Regions from separate parts of the Rattus norvegicus genome. Here region 2 is linked to region 1. Evidence: chromatin contacts called from public Hi-C data. All regions are on one chromosome and are shown on one strand. Each heading gives the region's core, a stretch centred on a gene start, on an enhancer-like site or on the middle of the called end of the contact. The rest is flanking DNA. Distances are from core to core; before and after follow the strand shown. Region 1 overlaps Ezh1 (enhancer of zeste 1 polycomb repressive complex 2 subunit). Region 2 holds the start of Ramp2 (receptor activity modifying protein 2).

The links. A called contact is a pair of places that touch in the nucleus more often than the background predicts.
Region 2: a Hi-C map of the A7r5 cell line shows a contact between it and region 1, with 5 times the contacts expected there. The contact joins the promoter of Ramp2 here to the enhancer-like site in region 1. A contact is called at or near these places in 11 of 12 Hi-C or Micro-C datasets (the A7r5 cell line, the Rat2 cell line, Schwann cells and 6 more) and 1 of 1 datasets of contacts at active chromatin or transcription factors (oligodendrocytes).

What each region holds. Positions count from the first base shown.
Region 1 is chr10:86,640,635-86,644,719 of GRCr8, reverse strand. It overlaps Ezh1 (enhancer of zeste 1 polycomb repressive complex 2 subunit), which reads left to right. Exons shown (of 20, transcript NM_001107051.1): 7 at 422-524; 8 at 959-1,122; 9 at 1,492-1,583. Among named protein-coding and RNA genes, the nearest start is that of Ezh1, 9.9 kb to the left of the region's middle. Within about 2 kb of position 1,664, at least 6 of the 93 cell types and tissues checked have an H3K27ac peak or open chromatin away from gene starts, as enhancers often do. A contact at or near this core is called in the A7r5 cell line, where this site is marked.
Region 2 is chr10:86,687,580-86,692,260 of GRCr8, reverse strand. It overlaps Ramp2 (receptor activity modifying protein 2), which reads right to left and starts at 3,113. Exons shown (of 4, transcript NM_031646.2): 1 at 2,950-3,113; 2 at 2,410-2,475; 3 at 1,869-1,971; 4 at 1,305-1,738. The coding sequence starts at 3,073. The coding sequence ends at 1,483.

The DNA of each region.
Region 1 (4,085 bases), core at 415-2,914:
ATGCACATAAGACTGGGGACAGAAGGAGTTGTCAGATTACGGATTTGCACTGTTCTTTTTTTTTTTTTTTTCGGAGCTGGGGACCGAACCCAGGGCCTTGCGCTTCCTAGGTAAGCGCTCTACCACTGAGCTAAATCCCCAGCCCCTGCACTGTTCTTTAATTGTATATCCAGAGACATGTCTCTCTTCCTGTGAAAGAGTCCCAGTGTCAGTCCCGCTCCTCAGCACAGTGTCATGGTGGGTCTGTCCGTCTTCACCTCCGAGAGACCCTTCTCTTGATTCTATCAGGACTACAGACTTTGTTGTCAATATAGTTGAGGTTTGGATGAGCACAGCAGCTCTAATCACTCTGCTGCACCCAAGGGGGAAAATCCAGACAGCCTTGCCTACACTCACGAGTTCACTGTCATTTCCCATTCAGGCAACAAAAAGAGCTCCAAGAAACAGTTTCCAAATGACATGATCTTCAGCGCCATTGCTTCCATGTTCCCCGAGAATGGTGTCCCTGACGACATGAAGGAGAGGTAGGGAAAGCTGTTCCTCTCAGGCTACACCCAGGCTCGTGAACAGATTCTTAGCCAAGCCCGTCTTTTGCTTAATAAAAAGCCCTGTTGTGTGCCATGGTTTGCTTGCACTTCTGACTTTCTTGTCTGGTTACCTCTGAATGTCCCTTGTCATATGAGGGTTCATTCTCTGTGCTGCTTTTGAGGCTGAATGGGCAGAAAACTTGCTCTGTCCTTCTGGATAATTCTACCAGCACTGAACTTACCCAGCCACCTTCTCCTTACTCTGATACAGCCCTGCACAGTTCCGATGGCATGTCCGCTTAGCTGCTTATCGTCCCACCCACCAGGCCTATAAAAACCACCCATCCTCCCTTGGCACGCCAACCCTTTATGGCAGTTCCCCTGGTTACAGTGGGGAGTTTCCTAAAGAGGAGTTCTCTCTTTTCTTACAGGTATCGAGAGCTGACAGAGATGTCGGACCCCAATGCACTTCCCCCTCAGTGCACACCCAACATCGATGGCCCCAATGCTAAGTCAGTGCAGCGGGAGCAGTCTCTGCACTCTTTCCACACCCTGTTCTGTCGGCGCTGTTTTAAATACGACTGCTTCCTTCACCGTGAGTGGGGCTGCTCTGTGTGAAGTGCTTCTCTCCTCCCACCCCAGCCCAATTCCTCCTGTGTATTTACTCTGTGGAGTTCCCAGTTCCTGCTCTGGCAAGGGCTTCACAAAAGGCCAGGTCTGCCTTGATTTGCTGGGTGACACTGATATGGTTTGCATGATAGGTTCAACTTAATTAAACACTGGGCTTGTCCCTTGGTGCCTCCCGTCTTTGAAAGGATTGTATAGTTATGAGAACTAAATTTTCTGTACCCTTTGGGTCACCTTCATATGGAGTTAACACCTGCCATAGCTCCCTGACTCGGTTTCCCTGCTTCCTCTTAGTTGGGGTAGAGCCTTGGAAACACTACAGCCTTTTGTTTTCTAGCTTTCCACGCCACCCCTAATGTGTACAAAAGGAAGAACAGAGAAATCAAGATTGAGCCAGAACCATGTGGTGCAGACTGCTTCCTTTGGCTGGTAAGTCCATAAGCTGTCCTGGCTTGGTTAGCTCTGCTTAAGGTTGAGCAGGAAATGGTCCTTGAACTTTCTTTGTCTGGGAACACATGCTAAGTGAGTCAGCCCACAGCACTGCAGAGGCAGTCCAGACATGATAGAATGGATTTAGTCTTTCTTTTGGGCTGATGGGGTAAGATTTGATGAACATTAGTAAAGGATTTTCTGCTTTTTAAACTTCAGTTTGAGACTGTTGTTCAATTTAGAGCAAAGAGGTCTGTACCTGTGTGTTGGTGCTAGAGTACTTGGGCTTGGCCCCCAGCACCATCAAAGAAAAAAATAATAGAGCAAAGTGTGTGGTGTGTGTGTGTGTGTGTGTGTGTGTGTGTGTGTGTGTGTGTGTGTATGGTGTATATGCTGTTTTCTCCACAAAACCAATGCTTGGAAGATAAGAGAGAGTTGGGGGGAAGATCGTGTTTACTCAACAGCTGGCTGGCATCCTGAGGATGTGGTGGTGGTACCTTAAGATTCCATCTTGATGGGCGTGATGGCTCTGCCTTTAGTACTCAGGAGACAGGCATATGGATCTTTGAGTTCGAGGCCAGCCTGGTCTATGGAGTGAGTTCCAAGACAGCCATGGATACACAGAGAAACCCCTGTCTTGAAAAACCTGGAAAAAACGTCTCAGAGAACGAAGGAACTCAAAGGGCTTCCAGGGAGGAACAGAGGAGTAGGCAGGATGGCAGTTGGCTGACGAGGATCTGGTCGTTCAGGGAGTGTTTTGAAAGTTCTCTGACTGGCCCAGTGGTCCCCAGCCTCCTTTGTAAATCCATACAGTTAGTTACGTAGGCAGATAGGTCATTTCTAACCTTCAGAGTAGCCACATGGTCTCTGAGCTGATGCACTGTTGTAAACAGTAAGGAGTTCCTGTGTTCTCGTTATCTGGTACCGTGCATGCTGTATGTGGAAAGAAAGACTAGTTAGCATTTAATATCTTTTTTTTTTTTTCCTTTTCTTTTTTCCGGAGCTGGGGACTGAACCCAGGGCCTTGTGCTTGCTAGGCAAGCGCCCTACCACTGAGCTAAATCCCCAACCCCAGCATTTAATATCTTGATCATTTGGGTGAACTTCTCATTAGGATTTAGAATTGGGCAAAGGAAGGTGACAACTGTGGGGGCAAAGAGAAAGGGAAGTAACAGGGACTCCCCAGGGCAACTGCTAAGGGGCCGCCATTGACTCGGCTGCCAGCCCTTCATTCATTCTGGCTCCTCAGCGCTAAATGGGAGAAAGGATGGAGGACTTGGGGACGGAAGGCTTTGACGTGGGGAGCTATGTGATGCTTTGCTGGAGGGCTGTGTGTGCGGGGTGAGATCTTGGTCATCTGGGGCATGTGTCCTTTCATCGCCGACTAGCACATATCAGTAGATCTTGATCTTCTGAGGCTAGTTTCTGTAGTTCTGTGGGCAGACATATTTTAATCATTTATTTTGAGCTTTGGGTGAGGCGTGTCAATAGTGTATGTATAGAGGTCGGAAGACAACTTTCGGGAGTTAGTTTTCTCCCTCTGTGTGAGTCCTGGTAATCAGACTCAGGTCAGCTGCACTTTTACCCACTGAGTCATCTGCCCAGACATACTGCTGTTAAACCTCAGTAATCTGTGTGGTTTGCGTGAGGCGATGCACAAACTGAAGGATAATGCAGAATTCTATACATATCTGAAGGCCATCAGCTGCTCTCGGGGTCTGTCAGCCTGTGCGTAGATTATTTACTGCTTAAGATGTCACTTGTTTTTAGACCTCAGATGCTAGGCAGGGGAAGGGGAGGTACTTTTGAAAGGGGTGGGGGAAAGTACTTAGCCAGAACAACCCCCACAGGAGGGCATTGCTCAGTTCTCTATGTAACAGGCTGTGCTCAGGCGAAGGATCGGCTGCTTCACACAGTTTCTGCCATTGGTTAAAACTACAGTGCACGGGGCTGGGGATTTAGCTCAGTGGTAGAGCGCTTACCTAGGAAGCGCAAGGCCTTGGGTTCGGTCCCCAGCTCCGAAAAAAAAGAACCCCCCCCCAAAAAAAAAAAACTACAGTGCACAGCCATGTGCCTTCTGGACCATCTTCAGCAGGGTAACAGATAAGTCAGTGCTCGCAGTGTTGTTCAGATTCAGGTCCTGATCTATAACTCGTCCTTTTAAAATTATTCCAGGCCTTTCTCCCAACATAATGTTAACATTTAGCACTTCATTAACTCAAAAGGTCATCACTCTTCTTAGAGTCACCACTCTGAAACCTTGTGCGTGTGTTTGTTCAACTTGAGAGCCACACACATACATTTGTGTGACCTGTCTAATGTGCTGGGCTATCTTCCCCCTATTTTTGTTTTTCTTTACAGACAGTGTCTTTAATCATAACAAGATGTTTGGCCCTGCCAAAGCAAGCCTTTGGAATGGTAACCTAGGACTCAGTTCTTATAAAAAGCTTCAGAAGAAGGCAAAAGACTGAAGAGAAACCAGTGTTTATAGTTTCTTTAGGT
Region 2 (4,681 bases), core at 1,864-4,363, 46 kb before region 1:
TCCAAAAAAAAAAAAAAAAAAAAAAACCCAAAAAACTGTAATGGCATATGCATTTAATCCCAGCCCTTGGGAGGCAGACACAGGAAGATCTCTGGGTTTCGGGATAGCCAGGGCTACACAGAGAAACCTTGTCTGCAAAAAACAAAACGAAATCCCTTTGGTGACAGATATGGCCTGAGAGGAGTATATCTTTGACAACACATAGGAAGGTTCCAAGAAATGCAGACATCTATCTACAAAACAGATAAGCATGTGCCAGGGAAGAGACATGCACATATTTGGCAAGCAGATATTTCAGCAGGGAGAACAGAAGCCTCTGAAGAGGTTAAGAGGGCTGCAAAAGGGATTGGGGATTTAGCTCAGTGGTAGAGCGCTTGCCTAGCAAGCACAAGGCCCTGGGTTCGGTCCCCAGCTCCGGAAAAAAAAAAGAGGGCTGCAAAAGGTAATCAGGTGTTTTCACATAAAGCAAAGTTGCTTTGCCTGTGTGTGGGAGGACCCGACAAGTGTAGCCCAGAAGTATTGGACATGAGAGTTTCCCGGTGAGGAGAACTAATCTTCCCTGCCCGGGAAACAGTTCATACACGGAAATGGTGAGTTGCAGAGAAGCAGATATGTTAATAGAATATCATAGCCATATTTCTCAAAAAAGCTAATAGAAGAGCCTGGCTAACAACTAGGTTGTAATGGAAATAACGTTTCTGAACCCCAGGGTCCAGTGTTTCTCAGCCTGGAACCTGTTCCAGGTTTTATACATTGTCTGGTTGTTGGTTTTAGTGGACACCAGGGGGCAGTGTGTGGCCATGATGGATCTCTTAGACAATGTGGGATGAAGGCCAGGAACATAAAGGGGAACAGTAGAATCCGGTAAAGGAAGCCCCCGTTGCCTTGGGCCTCAAGCCTGAGACGCTGATGGACAAATTCCTATTGGTAATCATATTTCTTCTTTCTGGCTGTAGAGTAAACTGAGGCGAAGAAGGCAAAGCTGGGCTCCTGGGTAGCCTTTTTTCCTTGCAGGGGTTATTGTAGAGGTTTCTTGCCCCTCCTCCCACACCTTCCCAACCACAGGCCCCCAGCTGTTGTCCAGACCGGAAGGGAGTCTCTTCCTGCTCATTTCCTGGAGCTGGGTTTGGATAGCTGCAGGAAAGGCCTCTCCCTGGGAGGAAAGAGTATAGGAACATGGCCTTCATGTGGAAGCGGAGGGCAGGTGAAATGAACTGAACAGCAGGGTCGTCTTCAAGCTCCGTTGCCCAGTAATGATGCCCCGTAGGACTATCATCTACACAGACCCCACTAGGAAGGGACGATTGTACAAAAACATATTTTATTTTAAAGACGACGGACATTGTGCTATCAGTTCCCCTTTCTTCCATTTCCACCAATCCGAAGGTCTGTGGGAAGGATGGGAGTAAGTGGGTAGGGAGGGGAGGAGAGATCCTGGTTCCAGCAGGGTACAGGGAAAAGATGGCTGCTGAGAGGCGGAGCCTACGCCTGCGCATCGCCGTCTTTACTCCTCCACACCACAAGCGTAACGAGGAAAGGGATGAGGCAGATGGGGGCTATGATCATGGCCAGAAGCACATCCTCTGGGGGATCGGAGAAGGTAGGCTGCACCAAGGAGCAGTTGGCAAAGTGTATCAGGTGAGCCTCAAGGATGATACTTTCTGCCAAGGGATTTGGGAAGCCCAGGCCAAACTTGTCTGCCTCGTACTCCAAGCAATACCGCAGGTTGCTGTAATACCTGGAGAGCAGTAGGGGATTCGAGTGAGGGAAGGATTGGGTCCAGGGAGAAGGATGACCCCCCACCCCCCACCCACAAAGGTCAGATCCAACTCCTGGCCTGAGCCATCCTCCTTCAACACTGCCCCTACCTGCTAATCAAAGTCCAGTTGCACCAGTCCTTGACAGAGTCCATGGAAGTCTTGTAATAATACCAGCAAGGTAGGACATTTGTTTCGTAGTCCTCCATCTTCCCTGTGGGGACAGAGGCTTCCCAATGACCACACCCCTGGCCCTCCCTCCGAGCCTTCTGATCCAGGTATTTCCAGAGTACAGTCTTCTGCCTTTAGAGAAGGGAATCCCTCTGAAAATCTCCCTAGCAGGACACTTGTGGCCGAGAGGAGCATTCTCTCCCCGAACTCTGTGGCTCGGGAATCCTGCAATGGCAATTATATTGTCTAGCCCCGCAAGATATTCACATAGACCTAGTCTTGCTCTACCTAGCCAACTGGGCCAAGGCACTGGACTGTGGCTTTGTGGGATGATAGGGAGGAAGACCATAGGAACCCCAAGAGACACCAGAGAGGTTAGCGGGCATCAGTTGGTTCTAGGATTGTCTTGTGAAAGGACTCCTCCCCCGTGCTGGGCTTATCCTTCCCACTAGGTCATTCTCCCTCAGACTTAGGCACTCACCTTTTGACAGAAGGCTGTCCTCAGTAGGATGAGATTGATTCAGGGACTCCGGAGAGGTTGAGACAGCTGTATAAAGAAATGAACCAGAAGGGTGGGGTGATATGGGGAGAGGTCTGAACAGTAGTACCTGTTTATGGGTAGCGAGCAAGGCCCTGGGAAGTCAGCACTGCTTTGGAACAAAAAGAATAATCTCCCCTCCTCCCCCATGGGATTGTCCTATTGAGGGAAGGGAACGGCTGGTACCAGATGCGTCCCAATCACTCCCGAGTCCAAAGCCCTCTCCCTCTTTGTCAGTCCTGAACCTCCTAAGACTTCTCTGCGGGGTCCGAGCAGGCACCCCAGCTTTTCTTAAGTACGAAGCAGCCTAAGTAGCTGGCCTGCGCCAAACCAGAGATGTGTTCAGGACCCATGTGCAGGTCAGAGCTGCTCCTCACGTCGGTTGGCACTCGCAGGGTGGTCCCGTGCTGGCCTCGATGGCCCAGGCCCCTTCCCCTCCCGGACCTCCCTCATCTCCCACCCGGGCCCCAACGCTGTGCTCACCGCCCAGCAGCAGCAGCAACAGCAGCAGTAACAGCGGAGGGAGGCGGAGCGCTGCGGGCCGCTGGGCGCTGGTCACAGCGAGCTGTGATCCACCCGGGGCGCGCTCTACCCGGAGCGGAGCCATCACGCCTTGGGCGAGATGGCGAGGAGGGGCGGCGGAGCTGAGCTGGCCCGGGCGGGGGCGCCTATATCCCGGGCCCCAGCCGCAGGAAGCCGCGCCGCTTCCTCGGAGGGGCTGGCACGGCGGCGGCCACGTGGGGGGCGGGCTGCAGAGGGAGTCACTGCCGCACCCGTAATTCACTCGGCCTGGATTGCCTTGGCCCACTCTCGCTTCCAGCTCGGACCGCGGGGCTGGACAGCTCCCCCTGTACCCCATGAACCGGGATCCACTTCCCATCCCGGACTAGCTCAAGTCTGCCAGCATCAGCCGAGGGATTCCAGTCGCTTCCTCCTTCTCGCACCGGAGGGGTGGGGACCCGCTGCTGTCCCAGACCTGGGGAAGAAGGAGGCGGTTGGGAGCTCCAAGGGCCTCCGATGCCTTGGTATCTGAGGCAGGGGTTTGGGTGGGAAGTGGCGGCAAGAGCTGCGCCCGCACCACTTTCTTTTCCCAGGGAACACCCACTGATGTCTGCCAAAATCCGGATAGTAGAGGGGCCTGGCCCTACTGAGAAAGGGAGAAGACGGTCAGGGAAGCAGGGTAGGGAGGTAGTAATATCTAAATAACCCTCCTTCAATGTAAATTCTGGGTCCTTCACCCACAAACCTGATATTGGAGTGCAAAAAGAAAGATGACTACATTTCCAGGAAAATGGCCACCCAGGTTGTTAGAACTAAGGGAGACACTAGAACTTTTTTTTTTCTTTTTTTCTCCTTTTCGGAGCTGGGGACCGAACCCAGGGCTTTGCGCTAGCTAGGCAAGCGCTCTACCACTGAACTAAATCCCCAACCCCTGATACTAGAACTTTCAATGTGCCACTTAGTGTTTGAGGTGAGCTGCTGCTGCTGCTGCTGCTGCTGCTGCTGCTGCTGCTGCTGCTGCTGCTGCTGCTGCTGCTGCTGGAACCCAGCCCCAAGGCAAGCATATTTTTACCACCACCAGTTTTATAGAGGAGGAGGCAGCTAAAGATTAAGGAGAGACCCCAGGACTCGAACTGAAAAGTTCTGTTCCTAAATCTATTTTCCCACTCCCCGGCCTTGGACGCTACAGTTGCCATCGGTTTCTCATGCACCATTAAGACCTTGCTCTCCTTCTGCTCTGGAGGAATCTCCTCCTTTGTAGAAAGAGACTGTACTCACTCCACAGAAGCCGGTTTTCTTTTTTTCCCTTTCCTGAGTAACTTGGCTAAGGTCGAATTTTACTGGGAAGCCCTGAGGCTCAGTCTGGGCCCCCAGGGATCCTGCCAGCTATCACAACTCAGCTGTTGCTGTATATTGGGCCAGCTATCCATTAGCCTGAATTAGCCCAGGGGCTTGTTTGATCGCACTTTTTAATTCCAATCATACAGCTGTCAGCACAAAACTTTCCCAATTACTCCCAGACATTGACCCTTGAACTCAGCTGTTGCTGTTGTCCCAGTTTACTGATCTCAGTCCACCAAAGTTATCTTTTATGGTCTCTTAAAAAAAAAAAGAAGAAGAAAAAGAAAAAGCATCTCAGGACCTCAGCTGCATCATGGCGACAGGCAGCTGGAATTAATTAATTATAGGCAGCATAAGGGGTGGTGGTGGCCCT